Regions from separate parts of the Mus musculus genome. Here regions 1, 3, 4, 5, 6 and 7 are each linked to region 2. The links are chromatin contacts, called in public ChIA-PET, Hi-C, HiChIP or PLAC-seq and promoter capture Hi-C maps. All regions are on one chromosome and are shown on one strand. The core of a region is the stretch at or near the end of the contact, and the rest is flanking DNA. Distances in the headings are between cores, read along the strand shown.

What was found. Promoter capture Hi-C pulls out the DNA fragments that hold promoters and counts their contacts. Hi-C and Micro-C count contacts between places; a contact is called where the count stands out from the background. ChIA-PET counts read pairs in DNA pulled down with a chosen protein or histone mark. HiChIP or PLAC-seq counts read pairs in DNA pulled down with a chosen protein or histone mark.
Region 1: a Hi-C map of uterus shows a contact between it and region 2. The contact joins the enhancer-like site here to the promoter of Eno1 in region 2. A contact is called at or near these places in 2 of 39 promoter capture datasets (cranial neural crest and liver), 1 of 484 Hi-C or Micro-C datasets (uterus), 3 of 115 datasets of contacts at active chromatin or transcription factors (effector CD8 T cells, embryonic stem cells and memory CD8 T cells) and 1 of 9 other capture datasets (liver).
Region 3: a BATF HiChIP or PLAC-seq map of CD8 T cells shows a contact between it and region 2, with 5 read pairs. The contact joins the enhancer-like site here to the promoter of Eno1 in region 2. A contact is called at or near these places in 1 of 39 promoter capture datasets (liver), 4 of 115 datasets of contacts at active chromatin or transcription factors (CD8 T cells, effector CD8 T cells, memory CD8 T cells and 1 more) and 1 of 9 other capture datasets (liver).
Region 4: a promoter capture Hi-C map of hippocampal neurons shows a contact between it and region 2, with 2.7 times the contacts expected there. The contact joins the enhancer-like site here to the promoter of Eno1 in region 2. A contact is called at or near these places in 4 of 39 promoter capture datasets (the 3T3-L1 cell line, the HPC-7 cell line, hippocampal neurons and 1 more), 15 of 115 datasets of contacts at active chromatin or transcription factors (the NIH/3T3 cell line, acute myeloid leukemia, bone marrow-derived macrophages and 8 more) and 4 of 9 other capture datasets (adipose tissue, embryonic stem cells, macrophages and 1 more).
Region 5: an RNA polymerase II ChIA-PET map of memory CD8 T cells shows a contact between it and region 2, with 12 read pairs. The contact joins the enhancer-like site here to the promoter of Eno1 in region 2. A contact is called at or near these places in 3 of 39 promoter capture datasets (HPC-7-derived erythroid cells, cranial neural crest and pre-B cells), 1 of 15 datasets of contacts at CTCF or cohesin (CD8 T cells), 2 of 484 Hi-C or Micro-C datasets (both in CD8 T cells) and 6 of 115 datasets of contacts at active chromatin or transcription factors (effector CD8 T cells, embryonic stem cells, large pre-B cells and 3 more).
Region 6: an H3K4me3 HiChIP or PLAC-seq map of bone marrow-derived macrophages shows a contact between it and region 2, with 5 times the contacts expected there. The contact joins the promoter of Ube4b here to the promoter of Eno1 in region 2. A contact is called at or near these places in 1 of 484 Hi-C or Micro-C datasets (embryonic stem cells) and 1 of 115 datasets of contacts at active chromatin or transcription factors (bone marrow-derived macrophages).
Region 7: a contact with region 2 is called in an HNF4G HiChIP or PLAC-seq map of pancreatic cancer cells. The contact joins the enhancer-like site here to the promoter of Eno1 in region 2. A contact is called at or near these places in 1 of 39 promoter capture datasets (cranial neural crest) and 4 of 115 datasets of contacts at active chromatin or transcription factors (bone marrow-derived macrophages, embryonic stem cells, large pre-B cells and 1 more).

What each region holds. Positions count from the first base shown.
Region 1 is chr4:150,784,042-150,786,741 of GRCm38.p6, reverse strand. No RefSeq gene overlaps it. Among named protein-coding and RNA genes, the nearest start is that of Gm51276, 13 kb to the left of the region's middle. Within about 2 kb of position 1,396, at least 69 of the 459 cell types and tissues checked have an H3K27ac peak or open chromatin away from gene starts, as enhancers often do. A contact at or near this core is called in liver and uterus, where this site is marked.
Region 2 is chr4:150,235,846-150,238,545 of GRCm38.p6, reverse strand. It overlaps Eno1 (enolase 1, alpha non-neuron), which reads right to left and starts at 1,349. Exons shown (of 12, transcript NM_023119.2): 1 at 1,206-1,349.
Region 3 is chr4:150,800,473-150,803,226 of GRCm38.p6, reverse strand. No RefSeq gene overlaps it. Among named protein-coding and RNA genes, the nearest start is that of Gm51276, 3.9 kb to the right of the region's middle. Within about 2 kb of position 1,311, at least 5 of the 459 cell types and tissues checked have an H3K27ac peak or open chromatin away from gene starts, as enhancers often do. A contact at or near this core is called in CD8 T cells, where this site is marked.
Region 4 is chr4:150,869,652-150,872,351 of GRCm38.p6, reverse strand. No RefSeq gene overlaps it. Among named protein-coding and RNA genes, the nearest start is that of Errfi1, 16 kb to the right of the region's middle. Within about 2 kb of position 1,306, at least 189 of the 459 cell types and tissues checked have an H3K27ac peak or open chromatin away from gene starts, as enhancers often do. A contact at or near this core is called in the NIH/3T3 cell line, adipose tissue, epiblast stem cells and 3 more, where this site is marked.
Region 5 is chr4:150,938,891-150,941,606 of GRCm38.p6, reverse strand. All of the region lies in intron 7 of Tnfrsf9 (tumor necrosis factor receptor superfamily, member 9), which reads right to left. Among named protein-coding and RNA genes, the nearest start is that of Tnfrsf9, 20 kb to the right of the region's middle. Within about 2 kb of position 1,461, at least 37 of the 459 cell types and tissues checked have an H3K27ac peak or open chromatin away from gene starts, as enhancers often do. A contact at or near this core is called in CD8 T cells, effector CD8 T cells, memory CD8 T cells and 1 more, where this site is marked.
Region 6 is chr4:149,425,189-149,427,888 of GRCm38.p6, reverse strand. Ube4b (ubiquitination factor E4B) reads left to right here and starts at 1,258. Exons shown (of 27, transcript NM_022022.3): 1 at 1,258-2,007. The coding sequence starts at 1,984.
Region 7 is chr4:150,835,768-150,838,467 of GRCm38.p6, reverse strand. All of the region lies in intron 3 of 1700045H11Rik (RIKEN cDNA 1700045H11 gene), which reads left to right. Among named protein-coding and RNA genes, the nearest start is that of 1700045H11Rik, 18 kb to the left of the region's middle. Within about 2 kb of position 1,342, at least 56 of the 459 cell types and tissues checked have an H3K27ac peak or open chromatin away from gene starts, as enhancers often do. A contact at or near this core is called in bone marrow-derived macrophages and pancreatic cancer cells, where this site is marked.

The sequences.
Region 1 (2,700 bases), core at 147-2,646, 550 kb before region 2:
TGTGCCAGTCACACCAGCATGTGTGTGCCTGCCCCCACGTATTTCTTTCTGTGCATGGGGTAGGGGAAGAGATCAGAAACTGCATTTCTACCTCTGGCAACACAAAACTGTGTGTCCCAGATTCTTGTGACTTTCCTTTCCCATAGTCAACTGGACAATTCCTTCTCTGAGGGGACCCGCCTGGCAGAGGCCCTCAACCATCAGAGTTTGTTTCTCAGTATTTAAATTGTATGCCTTCTAAACATCTGGGAGAAAGCTTGCTACATTGTAACTAGAGCAGGAGTCCTCTAGGTGTTTGTTACCCTCCCGTTAGTCATGGAGTGGCCGTCTTGGATATCAGTTTGACTGCCGTGGTATCACTACACGTCTGTTCAAGTTACTCTTATTTAATCATGATCCTCAACCCAAGAATTATGATGCTGGCCATTGAAATGTGACAAAGAGGAGCCCCATAATTGCTTCCTTTAAGAGTAGAGAGGAACAGTAAGACATTTTGAGAGACTATAAGTCTTTAATTTTTTTTGTTTGTTTGTTTTATTTTGTTTTGTTTTGTTTTTCTTTTTTGTTTTTTTTGAGACAGGGTTTCTCTGTGCAGCCCTGGCTGTCCTGGAACTCACTCTGTAGACCAAGCTGGCCTCGTACTCAGAAATCCGCCTGCCTCTGCCTCCCGAGTGCTGGGATTAAAGGGCGTGCACCACCATTGCCCGGTATACCTTTAACCCTTGTTACAGCATATTGCTATAATTGTTCTGTTATGATTAATGATTGTGGCTTATAGCTTACTGTGCCAAATTTGTAAGTTAAATTTAATCAAAGGTAAACATGTATAGAAAAAACCATTGTATGTATGTGTATGGGTATGTATGTGTGTATGTGTGTATGTATGTGTGTATGTGTATATGTTGAGTATTGCTCACAGTTGCTGGTACCTACCAGGAATTTTGTCCTGTATCCTCGTAACATTCTGTCCTGGGGTGGAGAGACAGATCTGTTGTTAAAGTGTTTGCCGTGCAAGCATAAGGACCAGAGTTCGGATCCCCAGAGCCCCTGTAAATGCTGGATGGCCATAGGACCTGCCTATAATTGGAGCATTAGGAAGGGTGATACAAGGATTCAACAGAGCAAGCTAGCTAGCCAGACTCACCATACTGGTGAGCTCTGGGTTCAGCTGAGAGAGCCCATCTCATTGGATAAGATGGAGAACATTCATGGAAGACCCAGTATGAGCCTCAGACCTCCTAGGACAAACACGGGTCCATGCTCCCACACGCACGTGGATATGATATACACACATGAGGGAAAGAGAAGCTATGAAACACTCTGTTCCGATACTCTCATTGAATTTTGCTTTATAGGCTCCATTTAAGGGCATGGATGCTCTCAACTTAGCAGGCCAGGCTTGTAGCCAGAAAGATTTCTCAATCCCATAGAGTTCTCTGAGATCTGCCGGTGTCTTTGGCTGGGTCAAACTAGACACCACGATCTAATTACTTGGACTCCTCTTTTGTGTCCCTCCCAACCCTAGAGTTTTAGGCCATGAAGTTCTTTTGTTAATAGCCATAAAAAATGTAGTATTAAAATGTCCCATTATCGAGAAAGTACACCAGGCCATAAAAATAGGGCCTCCCTCATGATTGCTTCAGAGTTGACGCAAAAGCACAAATTGTAATTCCTCAGAGAACTGGCTGTGTTGAAATATTTACAGGAGGTCAGGGGTCTCCCTCCCTGCCCCCAACCCGGGAGCAGGGAGCAGAGACCCAAAGATGTGGGCAGCAGTGAAGCCAGGCAGGCCTCTCAAGCTGTGTTTATACTGGAAAGCAGTCTGGAAAATGCCCCCCATGGTTTCCCTGGAGCCTGGAGGTGGGCCTTGCAATACCAGAGGAATGAAAACAAGCCGAAGTGCTGTGTTTAGCACAATTTACTAGGAAAGGTCCCTCTGAGAGCTGCAGCCGGACCTGAGGGCTGGAAAGGAAATCGAAAGGGCAAGGGAAGTCAAAGCACAGAGCAAGGCCAAATAACAGTAATGATAGTCATAGAAATAATAATTTTTACAAAGCCACCCCAACTTGATTGAGACAGTGGAAAATTTACAAACATGAAGTCCGTGCAGCCCAGCACGTTCAAGTGGGTATGAGACAATCTGTTTTCATGTCCTCAAGTCCCAGTCGGGTCGTGAAGTCACTCCCTGAGGACTGGGCGAGCTGCTCTCTTCCCAGGGTGTCCCTGCTCCTTCAGCTCACACCCAGGAGGCTGTGGCCTGGCTGTTGTAATTTGCACTGGTTCTCTGAGGCCTGGCAGATGCAAACGACTCCTGGTAGTGGGTTGACTAAACCTTTATTACATTCCCAAGGCCCGTCAGTGATTGCCAGATGGATGGATGGATGGATGGATGGATGGATGGATGGAGGGATGGATGGATGGATGGATGGATGGATGGATAGAACGATGGGTGGATGGGTGGATGGGTGGATAGATGAATGGGGGGGTGGATGAATGGGTGGGTGGGTGGGTGAATGGATGGATGGGTAGATGGGTGGGTAGGTGGATGGGTGGGTGGTGCTCACAATTAGCCCTAGCCATTTGAAAGGCTCATGTGTGTTGTAGCCATGAGTGGAAGGCGTCTTTTTGCCTCCTCTCTGCTATCTTCCGATGGTTTGCCTTGCTCTGTACTAGGACTCACATATGAGGAGTTGTGTGACC
Region 2 (2,700 bases), core at 100-2,599:
CTTTTTTTTCCACAGAAGTTACTTCTGTGGTTTTGTCTTCTCTAAGACAAAGGATCTTTGTACACTCACCAAGAATAAAGTATCTACTTTTTACCTACCATGTTACAAAACCTTACTATTCCTCAACCATACTCTTTTGTCTTCTCTCTTACTCGCCCGATTCTATGAATGCCAGACTGACCAGAACTCAGTGATCCTCCAGCCTCAGCATCCCTAGCGCTACACTTTCATGTGTGCATCTCCATGGCTGGTTCCTTTATGGGGGCGGAGGAGCACCCACGTGCCACACTTTGCTCTGCAAAGACCTTACAACTTGTAGGAGTTGATCCCTCCCTCCACCCTTTTTATCTAGCTTGGATCTTTAGGCTAGGCAGCAAACGTATTTAACCAAAGGAAGAAAATCTCACCCACTCTGTCTTTATCTGGATTGAACGCCAGACCAAGGGCAGAAAAGTGGACCTATCGGTCAGGCTAATCAGCAGACTAGCTGTGGTCTATCCCGAAAGCGAGTCAGCCAAGGAACCACACTGCCTAGGCCAGAACGAACAGGAAGTTTTCTTAAATGCATCTTAAGTCAGTTCACGGCCGGCTAGTAGCCACCCAGGAAACCTGTAGCTCTTGCCTAATTGCGTCGAGGTCTCCTGAGGGCTTCCCAATTATCCAACGGGACTGCTGCAATTTCCTCTACTCTTAGTACCTAACCGACACTCACAGGTCAGGAATATTCCACAGCAGAGATGGGCTGGACCACTCCCGCCCAGTGACGCTCGATTGCGGTCCAGGAGCTACAGCCCCAGCAGGATCTACTAGGGTGTGGCGCTCTGCCTCTTGGGCATCCTTATTTCTGGCCCTTCCATTCTGAGAAAGGATTTAATGAGCATCGGGGGTTTAAGTTGCTCTCCCTCCCTCTGAAACCTTCCACTTAACTACACAGAAAGTACTTTTCTATTCTCCACGGCCGCGATCATCCGTGGTCTGCATTTGCTGTTGTCTGCTTGGGAACCCGGTTACATTGCAACCCTGAAACTCGGTGATCACTGGTGGGGCTCACACCTCCACCCTCCAAGAGCCTGCGTCCTTCCACGAGGCTGACCCGAGTGCTCCCCGGATAGCGGCTCCCGCCCAGGCTAGTGGGTGCACGTGCCCACCGGGTCCCCAAGCGAAGCTAGTAGGAGAGCTGACCCCGGTGGAGACAAGGACCATACCTGGCAGTAGGATCGCTGCAAAGCAAGGAAAGAGGGTGCCGTGGACACCGAGGAGAGCCTTAAGGACAGACGCGAGCGCGACCCTGTACCGGAGCAGCACTAAGCGCCTCCCACTCTGTCTTCCTTTCCTGCTCGTTAAGCCCCGCCCAGTTCTCCCCTTTCGGGCCCGCCCTCCCTCCGCGCCGCCTCCCCATTGGCTCAGCGTGCCATCACTCCAATAGAAGAGCGTGACCGAGGCGGCCGCTCGGCCTGCCCAGACTAGGGGCGAGGGCACGGGGGCGGGGGTTGTCCTGCCTTTCTGGGCCTAGCCTGCTTGGGGCATAGCTGGAATGCCTGGCGAGCCTCCGGCTGGGAACCTGGGGCCCGGCCGAGGGTCTACGGAGCCCGGATGCGGGGCGGGGCGGGGCTGGGCTGCGCGGCGGGCATGAGGGCTTGAGCCCGCCGCACGTACTCCGAGTCTCACACGCACTCGGCGTGGCTGCGGCGCCACACGTCCGGCCCACGACCTTGCTGATGACCTTCGCGGCTCGGCCCTCCAGCCGGCCAACCCCCCACCGGGAGGTTCTGGAGCCCCCGGCGGTGTGGAAACGTTGATGCGCGGCCAGAGGGCCTCACTCCCGCGTGGAATTGGGTGGGGGTGGGGGGGATGAGGGGGAAATGCATGGATACTGCGCCTGCGCACTGAGCGCCCTCGCCGCTGGTCCTGGCTCTCTGGTGCCATCTGCCAAGGTGACCCCGTCCTTTTGTCCTTGCTGTAGTGAGTCTCAGGCCGAGGTAGCCAAGGGAAAGTGACCTTTCCCTTAATATTACCTAATCATTTGTTACTGTGTGGAGGGTACCGAATCCTACTGTCCAGCTCACGCTAATAAGGCAGTACCTTTGTGCTACACCCACCCAGCCACTCCACCCTACTTTAGAACTTTCCTTACTTCTCTGGTGTACTAGCTCAGTGTGGATTTATTCTTCATCCATGTTAATGTTCCTTTGTTTAAAGATCTAATACTTCTTTCCCCTGCTTGTGGCCTCGATGTTCTTGACCTACCAGTTCTTGAGACTCATACTCAAGTCGTCCCGACGCATTTCTCAAAAGTCTAGACTAGTAATATTCCACAATGATGTGACAAACGTCCGGAAGCGCAGGGTGGAGCCATTTCACCCTTCTGATGAAGAAAATAAAGCTGGTGTTTAACCACAGCTGTGGGTAGGCAGAGGCAGGCGGATTTCTGAGTTCAAGGCCTGCCTGGTCTACATAGTGAATTCTAATTCAGATGGGGCATAGTGATGAGACCTTGTCAAAAAAAAAAAAAAAAGAAAGAGAAAGAAAGAAAGAAAGAAAGAAAGAAAGAAAGAAAAGAAAAGAAAAGAGAAAAAGAAAGAAATGAAGAAAAGAGAAAAAATAAAAGTGATGATAGCTAGCCAGTCAGTGCTAATGTGAGCCTTTAATCTACAGAGCTAGTTCCTGAACAGATAAGTTACAAGGAGAAACCCTGTCCAA
Region 3 (2,754 bases), core at 62-2,561, 560 kb before region 2:
TCCCAGCACACACATTGTGGCTCACAACCACCTATAACTCCAGTTCCGGGGGATCTGACACCCTCTTTTGGTTTTCACAAGCAGCGGGCACACACGTGCTACACTGACATTCATGCAAGCAAAACAGTCATACACATAAAATAAAATTAATAAATCTAAAAAAACCAAACCAACCTGTATTGTTCCAGCATCATGCTTTCAAGTGACTCGTTATCCCTGACCGTGGCAGTCCTGTGACATAGTATTCCCACTAAAAAAATATTTAGAACATTCATTTTTGTTTTTAATTTAAAAAAACAACTCTTTATGTGAAGCAATAACGTTTACTAAATGACACCACATGGAATGACTTGATCTAGGCTTAAACAGAGGAAAAGAGGGCACACTTTCAGATTATGAAAACCGTTGGTGGAAGCAGAGATGAGCGCAGCCATGTGGAAATCAGTTTGGGGGTTCCTCAGAAAGATGGAAAGTGGACCTGCCGTATGACCCAACTCCACTTCTCCGGCTATGCTTACAGCATCCAGCACTGCCCACAGAGGGATTGGCACAGTATGTCTAGTGCTGCTCTAGTTATGATAGCAAGGAACTGGAAGCAGCCAGGATGTCCACCTATCCATGGATGGATAAATGTGATAATATACAAAATGGACTATTGTTCAGGAAAAAGCAATATGAAATTCCCAGGAATATAGACAGAACTTTAGAAGCATAATATCACAAGCATGGTGACACAGACACAGAAAGAAACGCTGAGCGTCCTGTCTCATGAGTGTGGGTCCGTAGCCTAGAGAGTGTATGTGAATATGTATATGTATGTGTATGTGTGTGTGTGTGTGTGTGTGTGTGTGTGTGTGTATGTGTATGTGTATGTGTATGTGTATATGTATATACACACACATATGTTTGGTGTGTATGTGCATGGTGTGTGGGCATGTGAGTGTGTGCATGTATATATGCATGTGCACATGCTGTGTGTGCATGAATGCATGCATGCGTGTGTGAATGAGCGTATACATGTGTGGTGTGTGTGTGTTCCCATGTATGGTGTCTGTTTGTGTATGTGTGTATACTGTGAATGTGTGTGCATGTGTATGGTGTCTGTGTATGGGTGTGCTTTGTGTACATGTGTATACATGTACGGTGTGTATGTACACATGCATGTATTCCTCTTGTTTCAACTTTGTCACAGTTTTTCTTTTTTTATAGTGGATAGCAAGAACAACTTTGCATTTCAGAAGAGTCTGGTGTGGTATTCTTTTGTGGCCATGATTGTGAAAATTGGGGTTTCTTTCTTTGACTCACTGAGAGGCTAACGTGACAAGTCACAGTGACCCCAATCAGAAAAAGCACGCCCATCTTGTAGATGAGGGGACTGAGGCTGGAGAGGTTGAGTGGCACTCTGTCCTCATCCTAGCAGGTAGCAAATTAGGAACTGAGACCATAGGTTTTCTTGCTGGGAGATCCTCTCCAGCAGAGTTGCACTTGGACATCTCTGGGTCTATGGGAAAATCCCAAAGTTAAGGAAGGTTAAAATTCTCTGGACGTGGGTCTGGAGAGACAGCTCAGCAGTTACGAGCACCTGATGTTCTTGCAGAGGACTGGGGTTTGGTTTCCAAATCCTACATGGCAGCTCCTATCCACCAGTGATCCCAGTTCGAGGGCATCTGATGTCTTCTGACTTCCTGGGCACAGCACACATTCTTAATTCTCAGTTCCTGGGGCAGGGGGGGGGAGGGGGGTTAATGTTCAATGGCACTACCATGAGCAACACGCAGTGGGAAAATCTAAGGAAATTTTTACAGGAAATTCTAATTCATAACATTTACAGGATCCAGTTAACATTTACTTAAATTTCGCTTTCCCAAGTTCTAATAAAAACTGGCCAGCCTCGCTGGGCGGTGGTGGTGTCAGGCATCTTTAATCCCAGCACTTAGGAGGCAGAGACAGGCAGATCTCTGTGAGTTCAAGGCCAGCCTGATCTATAGAATGAGTTTCAGGGAAACCAGGGCTACACAGAGAAACCTGGTCTTAAAGCAAACTAAACCAAACCAAACCAAACAGCAAAATAACAACAACAACAACAACAATAACTGCCTCTACAATTCTCCCAAACTGTCTTTACAATTCATAAAAATGATTCTCAGCACGGCGATATTGGTTTTAGCTGTGTCCACTGTCTTCAGGCTTTACAGTAAAGCACTCTGCTTTATCTCTGATACCGTTGCCCTGGCTCTTGACCCTAGATAGAGGCCTGAGGTTAGTTTGAGGTTAATGACTGAAATCTCATGGTGGACGTTATTCCCTGGTGCTTGGAAGCATTCTGGGTCACCCTTTTCGTCAACCTACGTAACACAGATTCTGAAACATCTCAGTACAGACTGATCGCTAGGAAACCCCAGGTATCCCTGATGGTTTCATACAATGAACTGACTCGTGGGGTTCTCTGTGTGATCATCTGCCCCCTTGTTATTGGCAATTGTGCTTATCTTTTAAAATAATGTGTGTAAATATGGGTGTGTGTGCTTATGCATAGGCACCCCAGAGGCCAGAGGCATGGGATCGCCTAGAAGAGTGGCTCTCAACCTGTGGGTCATGACCCCTTCGGGGGTTAAATGACTCTTTCCCATGGGTCGCTTAAGGTCATTGGAAATCACAGATATTTAAGTTACTATTCATAACAGTAGCAAAATTACAGTTAGGAAGTAACAGAAATAATTTTACGGTTGGGGTTGGGGGGTTCGCCACAACATG
Region 4 (2,700 bases), core at 57-2,556, 630 kb before region 2:
GCTTCCTACGGGGCCAGGTCAGTTTCTGACTCTTCTTGGGGCACATGGGCAGGTCTGTAGGTAGATGACATAGTGTGGCAGTGGTTTCAGAGAGGGGTGTGATGAAATTGGAATGTGTGTCTGGACCTTGCTGCTCTAGGGGCCTCTGCACCGTCCTTCAGTGACAGCAGACCTGTGCTTCCCCCACCCCACCCCCCACCCCCGCTTGGGCCCAGGCCACCTGGGCTCCTGCACACAGCAGACGTGTAATTAGAGGCTTCTGGGCTGGGCTGAGGCAGTACACAGGCAAGTCTGGTCCTGTGCTGGCCACCGTGGGTGCTCCTGCTACAGAGCTGGGCTCCATTACTCAGGCGGCTGCAGAAGCTGTCAGCTGCTCAGCCAAGAACCCTGATCAATGAGGGAGGAGAGACACTGTGTACAAGGACACTGGTTCATCCAAGAACATGAGGCTAGCCAGGAATTCAGAATAACAAAGTACAGCTTCCTGTGTGCTGTGCCTGAGGCGGTGCCATGGCTAGGCCAGAGGAAGGCTTGGTGCAGGCCAGAATGACACGACTCATTCTGCCTTTCACAAGAGGGGAGCGGACAAGTCATGCTGTCCCTAGGGAAGGCACTGGCTAACCCTCATGACTGTGAAGAAACCCATGGGAGGCCTGGGTTTAGATGTTTACTAAGGAATGAAGGTGCTGCCTGGATCTGTGAAGAGAATGCAGTGCACATTCCTAAGCAGCTCCATTTTGGGGGAGGGGGGGCAGATACGCGGATCCCTGTGGGTAATTGCTACAGGCTTTTGTGCTTGGGGTTCCGGGTGTCTGAACTTACAGGGTGAGAGATGACAGCATTCAAGAGGCACGCTGGCTAAGCCTCTAGCCTGACAGCAGCTCCAAGACAGGTGCCAACTAGTACTTGAAGTACATTCCTTCCCATCTGTCCCCAGCCCCCCACTCCTTACCAAAACCCCACTACTGCCATGGGGCGGTGACTTCTGAGTCACAAGGTTGCTCTGATGTAAGCTCAGGTACAGAAAAACATACACAAGTATGTTTGCTGCTTCAGATTCCAAGTAGACATCTTGAAAGCTAAGGGGAGCTTGTTTAAACGTGCGGGAGCCGCAGACTCCCCGTGGCTCGGATACAAGTATCCTGAAGTTGAATCCATACAGGTGAGACGAAGGCGAGCAAGCTCACACCCTCACAGTAAGCAGCGCTAGGCACGCCTGAACCATGTTTGTGTAGTTACAGGGAGCAAGAGGTGAGGCCAACAGTGTAGACAAATTCTGTTCTCTTCCCCTTCACCCCTCAGAGCCTCAAAAGAATGGCATGACTCACACCGAAGGGCGCAAAGGCGCCAGAACATTCTGTCAAATGACCTACACTACAAAGAAAACAAGTCCTCAAGCCATTTCTAGTTTGAAGAAATCTTATATTAGGGCAAGAATACCTCAGAGCTTTAGAGCTCAATTCAAAATGTACATTCTTGTCTTTGGGCTTTTTCTCATTTCAGGTATGGAACCTCAAGCCTCCAGCTATGCCAAGAGCGGAGACTACTCTGGAGCCAGCCAGCATCAGGACCATCTCATCAAGTGCCATGAGCACTGCATGGCTTTGCACGACAGCTTTTTAAAAGTTCCACTAGCTTTTTACAAAATGCCTGACAGAATGGCCAAATCAGTTTCTAGTTTTTATGACCAAGTATCAGTTTGCAGCTAAACAAAACATTATACAAGGATCGTGCAGATACCAACTTCCCATTTTGATAATTACCTAAGATATCACACAGGGCTGTAAAGATGGCTTAGTCGTTAAGAATACTGGCTGCTCTGCCTGAGAACCAGAGTTCAGTTCCCAGCATCCATGTAGCAGCTCATGGCTGTCAGAAACCATGATCCCACGCCATCTTTGGGCCTGTGGGCACCAGGTACTGCATGCATGCAATGCACAGACATACACAGGCAAAACTCCCAGACATATAAGTTGGAAAAAAAAAATTCAACTTGCTTGGTGTGCCGGCTGGGGAGGTATAGGTGGGCAAGTGGCTCCTGGGTGTTTTAGCAGTGTGCCATTAGCATGGGCGCCAAGGACAGTTCTTTGACCAGAAAAAACCATGAAAAGTATATCGCAAAAGTTCAAGGGAAAACACAGAAACAGGTAAGGAAATGAAGCTGGAACTAATGTAAGTACCATGGCTTCCTGTACCAGGCAATGCTCAGTGCTAGTACAAGGACACAGGCGGTTCCAGCTCGCAAGAGCCACCGCCGTTCTGGAAGAAGGGCGGTGCAGACTGCTTTCAGGCTGGAGCCTGTCATCCTAACAACTCTGAAAGCCATGTGTCTCTCCATCCCCTCCCCCGCCCCCCCTTCACTCTGGTGCCAGTTTTGGGCCCTGGCCTGTAGCTTTTAGTGTTTCTGCTAATTTCACTTCTCTGAAATGTTCCCCACACAACAGCTACTGTCATCTTTCCTAAAACAAATCACATCGTGTTCCTCTCCCACTTAGGATCTTTTGAGTTGCACCCACTGCCCTTTTCCACTGCTCAGCCTACTCGCCCGTGGCCTTCAGCTTCTGGAACGTGCCCAGCTGCTTCCTGCTTCCTGGCCTCACAGGCTTGCCTTCGTCTGCTATCACACCTTCCAAATCGCTATCTCCAACTCTGACCATCATTTCCAGGGGTCAGATGCCCTTCAGTTGCCTACCGAGTACC
Region 5 (2,716 bases), core at 212-2,711, 700 kb before region 2:
CAGCACCCACATCTCACCCACAGCTCACAACCATCTGTAATAGATTTGATGCCCTCTTCTGGTGTTTTGAAGACAGCAACAGTGTACTCACATACAGAAAATAAACAGTTCTCTAAGAACAAAAGCAAACAAAACAAACAAAGGAATGGGGCTGGAGAGATGTTCAGTGGCCAAGAGGGCTTGCTGTTCTTGCAGAGGACCTGAGTTCAGTTCCCAGCACCCAGGTCAGAGAGCTCACAATCTCCTACTCCAGGGTGTCTGCCTCCAATACACACAGCATTCACTTACACAGGCATATATATATATATATATGTATATATATATATATATATATATATATACACATAGAAAAGCTTTAGAAAAGGATTTTTAAGAAGACAGAGGCGATAGTTCAGTGACTAAAGTGCTGGCCACCTACTTATGAGGATGTGAGTTCGGATCCCTAGAATCCCACAAAATGACCACGTGAGCATGGCAGCCTGGCTGTAATCCCAGACTTGGGGGGTAGAGAGAGGAGACCAGATCCTCAGAGCAAGATGGCTAGCAAGCCCAGCCATATAGGTGAGCTCTGAGTTTGATTGACAGATCCCACTTCCATGAAAAAGATGAAAGAAAAAAATCAAAGATGATTCCTGACACCAAAATAGGGCGTCCACGTGCACATTCTCCCACACAGGTATGCCCAGATGTGTGCAAAAATACACACACACACACACACACACACACATGCACGCGCGTGCTCGCGCGCGCGCGCTAAGAAGGGGGGCAGTAAATACTCAGGCCCAAATCTTAAAAAATAAAAATAAAAAAAGGCATATTGGACTTATATATTGTAAATTATAAAATATCGGTAAGGAAAGAGGAAGTGTAAATGGAGAGCCATACTAGGTTCATGGAGAGGGACAGCTAGCGGGAAGATCCGCAGATTTCACGACACCTCCATCAGAGTACCAGCTGCCTTTCTGTAGACACAGATAAGAATCTCATAAAGTTTACACGGAACTATAAAAGAAACAGAATAAACAGCTAAAACAAACCTGAACAGGTAAGATGGGGCGGGGAGGGTCCTCTACTCTCTACCCAGTTTTGAGACTGATATTATCATCACAGTAATCAAGACTCGATGGTGCAGGAATAGACACACAGCTGTAACAGAAGACTCCGCCCCCTCACAAGAACTGCCAATAATCAGGGACTCCACCCCCTCATGAGCACAGAGCCAATAAAAATGTGGGTAGACAGAGAAGGGAGACTGTTTCTTTGAGTAACACTGGAATATGGCAAGCACAGCTCCCTAGCCCCAAAAAGAAAAAGTCTCGACCTTAAGTTCTGACACTTTATAGCTAGCTAACTTATAGCTTTAAATGTCAAACACAAAAGTGTAAAACGTAGACACTACCACTGGGGAAAGTCTCAACCCTTCCGACCCAGGACGTAGGGAGGGGTTCTTAGATGTGGGCTGGCGAGGTAGCTGGGCGAAAAGCACCTGCTGCTGAAGCTTGAAGGCTTGCGTTTAATCCCTGTGAACCATGTGGTAGAAGGAGAGCACCTACTCCCACGGGGACTCCTCTGACCTACACACATGCACTTGCATGTGACTGCCCACACACACCCGTGCCCCCACATGCATTCCACCATGCACACACATCCATAGCCCCCACACGCACGCACTCATGCCTCATTACACCTCCTCCTCTCATACATCCACCACACTCTCTCTCTCTCTCTCTCTCTCTCTCTCTCTCTCTCGGGGAGGGAGAGACATAAAACTATTTTTCCTTTAGGAAAAAAAAAAAGTCAGTGCTCTATTTACATGTACACCTACACACCAGAAGAGGGCATAAGATCCCATTACAGGTGGCTGTCAGACACCATGTGGTGGCTGGGAATTGAACTCAGGACCTCTGGAAGAACGGTCAGTGCTCTCAGCCAGAGGAGCCATCTCTCCAGCTCCATTAAGAAAATATTTTGAAGCCAAATCCAGTGGTGAGACCAGCATTCCTATGGCAAGATGGATGAGAGGCAAAGACAGGGGTGGGGAATGGGGGTGGGGCCGGGGATGGAGACTCAGTGCTAGCTAGTCTACATTGCTTGGTGGATACAAGAGAGACTCAGCCAAGTGGAGGAGAGAATCTCCCTTTGCAGGTGGTCTTCTGATCTCAGCACACACACAAAGTAAACAAAAGCAAACTCAGAAACATCTGACTCTCTGGGTGCATTTATCTTAAGAGACACAAAAACTTACCCTCACATGAAACCTACCCATAAGCATCCATAGATTTAGGGGTGGGTTGTTGTTGTTTTTGTTTGGTTTGGGTTGATTGTTTTACATGTAAGAGTAAAATATCACAGGGCTGGAGAGCTGGCTCAGTAGTTGAGCACTCGCTGCTCCTGCAAAGGACCCTAGATCAGTTCCCAGCACCCACACAGAGGAGCCACACAGTGACATATCACTGCCTGTAAGTCCAGTTCCAGAGGGTCTGGCCTCCACATGTCCCTGCGTGCATTTTATACAATAAAACTCATGCAATTGTTTTTGTAACAAATTAATTGTAACACATTAAATAATAAATATACTTTTTAAACAACTAGGAGTTAAAATGGAAAATAGATGAGGGGGCTGCCAGAGAAAGGGGGACAGGAGTAGGGGCTGAGGAGAGCCAGCGGGGGCCAAGACCTTGCTTGTGGATAGTCTGGGGGCATTTTGTTTGCTTGA
Region 6 (2,700 bases), core at 9-2,508, 810 kb after region 2:
ACATCAGTGTAACTAGGGGTGCAAAATGGCTTACACAGAATTCATTTCCTGGAAAGTAGAATGCAGTCCTGAAAAGCCTGCAGCGATTTAATTTTACTCACAGACTCTTTGCATATCTAATAGTCATGTTCCCATTTTTAGCATGTAGCAAACAAATTGTAACTATTTTAGTCACTTCTTGTCCCCTTGGATAAGATCAACTGTAACTCTTTTAAACAGGAGTGGAATGTTTAAGATTATAGTTCAGCTAAGAGTAGCCGGTAATGAACCCTAGCACTTGGGAGGCAGAGGCAGGCAGATCTCTGTGAGTTCCAGGCCAGCGAGACCCTGTTTCAAATACATACATGTATACACATATACATACATTAATGTTATAGTTGGGTAATCTGTGATGGTGGTGCATACCCCAGCGTTCAGGCAGGATTTCAAATTTGGGGCTATCTGAAATACATAGCAAGATTCTGTCTCAAGAACAATTAAGAACGAGATGATTATGGCTTTTGTAAGCCATACGATATATACTTTGTGGCAAAATCTGGATTTTCACGGTTCTGTTAGATTTTTCAATTTGTATTTATACATTGATTGTAAAGTAAGTTTTTGTTGTCCGGCCGAGCTGGCATTACAAAGGGTTAGTTACTAAGTCATTGTTCAATACATTTCTCAATAATTTGAGTCTCTACACCCTTAAAGCAGAGCACCTCTCTAAAAGAACAAGGTAAAATAAAATTAAGATCCTGTTAGTTTTCTTCCATGGGTTTTCCTGGGGGAGGAAAAGAGTGGGACAAGGTATTTGCAGGATGGTGCTAAATGCTCCCTGCAGAAAGCAAATGTGTTTCCGATTCCTCAGTTCTTCTAATGTCTGTAGCCGGCTTGCAGCATCCTGGAGGATTTCCAAGTCACTCCACAGCAGGATCCACATGGGAACAAACTAGCACCGCAGAAACCCAAGGCGCAGGGGAGAGCCCGTGGAAGGGCCATATTCGGATTGGCACATCCTGCCCTCAGCAATTCTACCTGGGCCCCGCCCACCGCGCCCCTCGCCTCCGCTCAGTCTCCATGGTGACTGTCCGCCCCGCCTCCTCCTCGTCTCCTCTTAGCAGCCCCTCTCGCCCCTCCCCCCGCCTGGCGCCGCTCAGGGAAGAGGGGGTGGGGCAGGGGGCGGGGACAGGATGCAAGCGAAGAGGAAATCGGCGGCGCGACGCCCGCTGCTTATTGGCTGGCGAATCCCAGAGCGAGAAGCCCCGCCTCCCCGGCGAGGGTCACGTGACCCCTTTCAAAGATGGCCGCCCTGTTGTTTTGATGAATAATTCTTGGTGGGGCGAGGGGGTAAGAGTAGGGTTGGAGGGGTAGGAGGATTTACGCTTCCAGCGAGGGCTTCGCCAGTCCCGTCCCTCCCCTGCCCCCCACCGGGGTTCTCGCGTGGAGGCGGGGCGAGCCTGGCCTGCTTTTAGAGGGGAGGGGCTTCCCGGTCCGGTGCTGGGCTCTGCCTGGGCTGCTGTAGGGTCGCCGCGCCTCGGGGGCATCCAGTGTGCAGTGGAGCTGTTCCCGCCTGGGCCCAGGGGTGGGACCCGGAGCAGGGTCTGCGGGAGAAAAAAACGCAGCTGCCGCGTCACCGCCACGAAGACACGGCGCGCAGCGGGCACGAGCCGAGCTGGAGACCGCGCCGCCCGCCCTGGGTAACCTGGGAAGCTGAGGGGAGTCAGTGGCGCCTGGAGAGGACCCCATAGCGGTGGCCGTGGCCAGAGGCGGCAGCTCTGGGCGCTTGCTGCTGGAGGAGGCTGCGGCGGTGCGAGCGGCCGAAGCCAAGGCGATTCAGTGCCTCGTGTTCTTAGTTTTTAACCTCTGACTATGCAATTCTGAAACCTCCCCCATTGGGGGACCAGACAGCCCGATAGATACCTTCCACTCTTCCTTTGCTCCCGCCCTGGTCTCAAGAACTGAAGGATCTCTCTAACGCCTTTCACCATTAAGAGGAAAGCGATGGAGGAGCTGAGCGCTGACGAGGTGAGGAGGCTGGGGCGTGGGGGGGGGCACCTTGAAAGGATTACTTGGCAACTCTTTGGCGCTTTGGATGGGGACAGATTTTTGCCCTGGTGGTGTCGGGCTCTTGGGATTGGGGAGGCAACGGAGATGGCATTTTCAAGAATAATGAAATATAATGGAAGTAGTCATTCATCATCAGGTTGGCTGTATTGTAAGAAGCCCTTGGCTCCACTTTGGGCTACCGTCTCAGTATGTTTACTCGATCACTAAAATTCTCCAGAGATAGAGAATGCAAGAGGGTCTCTCGTTTTATTCTCCTTTATTCTCTCTCGTTTCTTCATTCGGAACTCCACTCGCTTTTCTTTCTTTTAGGGTCTGAAGACGGGGGTGGGGTGGTGAGGAGCATCTTGAAGGTGTTCAATCTTTTTAAAAGGGTGTTCGAGAAAGAGGGGCGCGATTTAGATCGTGGTATATTGTGTGTGTCTGCGTCGTCGGGGGTTTTAAAGAACAATTTTGCATAAAATCATGATGTTTAATGGCAGTTTTAAAGGGAAGGATTTGAAATCCCAGATACATGTGACCATTTCATTGTAATAAATTATCAAAGGTACCTTTGTGTTTGAGAGGTAGTTACAGATTCCTTGAGATTTAACATTAACAAAGTGTATATACTTAATAGTTAAAAAGATTCCAGTTAAATTACACTAATTTAAC
Region 7 (2,700 bases), core at 93-2,592, 600 kb before region 2:
TTGGGTAGCCAGCACAGGTTCTCTTTCTCTCTGCCGTATCTGAGACGAGGTCTTACTATGGTAGTGACTTTTAATATGTTTCCAGCTGTCCTATGGCCAGACTTCCTCCCCAGCTTCCCCCTCTGTAATAGCTTTGCCACACTGCTGAGCGATGCCCATGCTTGCTTATCTCTTAATGCTTTCCCCATTCTGAACACCAGAGTTTGAACTGGAAATATCCTCTGATGGCCCGTGCATCGGTGAGCTGGTCGCCAGTCCATCGTGGAGTTGGGAGGTGGTGATCAAAAGATGTAGCTCATTGAGTTATTTAGTCGCAGAGAAGGGAAGCTGACCCACACACTAGATCTGGACAACAAATCGGCGATCATTTTATAGATTTTCTGTTTTCCTGAGAGTACCACAGTCTCCAATGCCTGTGCAATGTTAACTTTGCAGAGTAAGGTCCACATGGGTTTCTTTGGCTGATTCTTGATTTCAGAAGATTAGGAATTCATTTTTTTTAATGAATAAAGGGCAATTGTGTACCTATAAAATGTTTAAAGATCAACCTTTGATAGCACTTGATTCTGATCGTGTCTAATCACGACGATCCAGATATAATTGAACAAGCCCTAGGCACAGAAGTTTATGACTCAAACCTCAGTCCTTCCAGGAACCCAACCAGAAGTTTCTCCATGTGTCTGTAGATGCTGCACCTCAGGATGTCTGTGAACACTTTACTGTGTCCCACTGTGCCCTTGAGTTTGTTTCCCAGCCATGGAAAATGCCCATGAGAGGACGTTGCGCAATCGCCAGCTGTTAGTCACTTCTGTTTCCTGTAGGCCCGCACTTAATTTCCCTGGTAGCTGGCACTGACTCTCAGGATTTAAGTTGCTGAGGGGTATTCGGGAAAACCCACAGAAATGCCTCAGATGAGGTTTGGCTGGCTATGAGTCTCGGTGACCTAACAGGCTTATAACTAGAGATTTCATCAAACAGAGCAGGAAGGAAACCCCCAACAGTGCCAAACACCCACGGAACGCGCCGGAATCCAAGGACCATCATTCGTTAAAAATGGATTCTCCACAGTGTTTGAGTTTTGATGAAGCTGCTGGAATCAAGTTTGAACTTGGGTTTGAGGTGCAAAGAGATCACTCTAAATGGGGGGATTTTAAGGTCTGATTAAAGAAGAAAGAGTAAAGAGACAGGAGGAGAGGAGAGGGGAGAGGAGAAGAGGAGAGAGGAGGGGAGGAGGGGAAGGGAAAGGAAGGGAAGGGAGGGGAGGGCTAAGTGAGTCTCCTGCAGTGGTGCTTTCTGAGCAGCATGGCCCAGCTCCAGCAGGAGGACCTGAGCTTGGGATGGAGGCACGGAAGCCTGTCCAGCGGAGCACACGAAGCATGGCCGTCTGTGGGGCGTGGCCGTCTGTGGGGCGTGGCCGTCTGTGGGGCGTGGCCGTCTGTGGGGCGTGGCCGTCTGTGGGAGACCTGTTTAGCCACCAAGCTTTCCTCACAGCCAAGAACCTGATGGACAGAGTGTCTAACACGTATGAAGCTGAATACAGACTCACTATAAGCATATATTCCATGGAATTTGAGCTCTGTATTTATCTTTATCGCTGTTAAAATGGCCTCATGTGCTCTGAACCTGCTCCCCCCACTAAGGATGGGATGTTTCACAGGCTGGAGGTTTTCATGACGTCAGGGTACCTTTACCTTCTGTTCATGTTTTGTTTCGATTGTGGTTTTGATCTAAGGATGTGATTAGATTCCGGGGAAGACTTGGATAATCATGTACTTGTATGGCGTGTGCGCTCAAAGCTGCCTGCTGTCCTATCAGTTGTCCGCTCCGTATTACCACCCACCCCATCCCACTTCATCAAGCTCCTTTGTAGCCGACTCGATCATTTCCCTAAGCACCGCAGATGTCAGTGGGTATCTCTGCCTGAACACCACTTAACAGAGTCACACTTGCCTGGGAGCGCCAACGTTGCACGCTTATACACACCCAAGTGGTGTAGCAGGTGTACCTGTGGCCTCTCAGGGCAAGAAGAGATGCAGCAGTCACGTGACCAGGGCCAGGGCCAGCCACACGCATAGTGCTTTACAGCAGGCTTGTTTTTTTTAAAGGTATGACAGGAGTATGCTCTACGGCAGTGACGCAGTGTATGGTATAGTGATAAGACAGGCACACAGGCGCTTATTAGCAAGTATAGTCCCTGGACATAATTGTAGGCACCATGCTTTTATGTGACTGGCAGCATAGTAGATTGTGCTGTGGGTTGCCCGATGCTGTTTGTATTCTGATGTCAATTCTGCTTCCTCAAGAGGGGCTGCCCTCGACGAGCAGTCGACCACGTACTCAGGTGATCTCGTGTGAACCTTCTCCCCGTTTTGCCTGGCCAATAAAGGCTGGAGCCTATGAATGGGCAGTGGAGGGGAAAGGTGGGAGGTCTTAAGAGCAGGGGCAGGAAAGTGAGGAGAAGGAGAAGTGAAGGAGAGAGGACCGAAGAGGAGGAAGAAGCAAAGATGGAGCAGAACCGGTGGCAGGGAAAAATTGCAAGAAGCAAAGGGTCTCGAAGCTGGGGACTGAGTTTGTATAGAGCGAAATCTGCCCAATCTAGGCACATAGCTGATAAATATAATAACTGGATTGTGTGGTTTTTATATGGGCTTGTTGGGGCTGGAAATTACTACAACAAGGTTGACTTATGGTAGCATCACC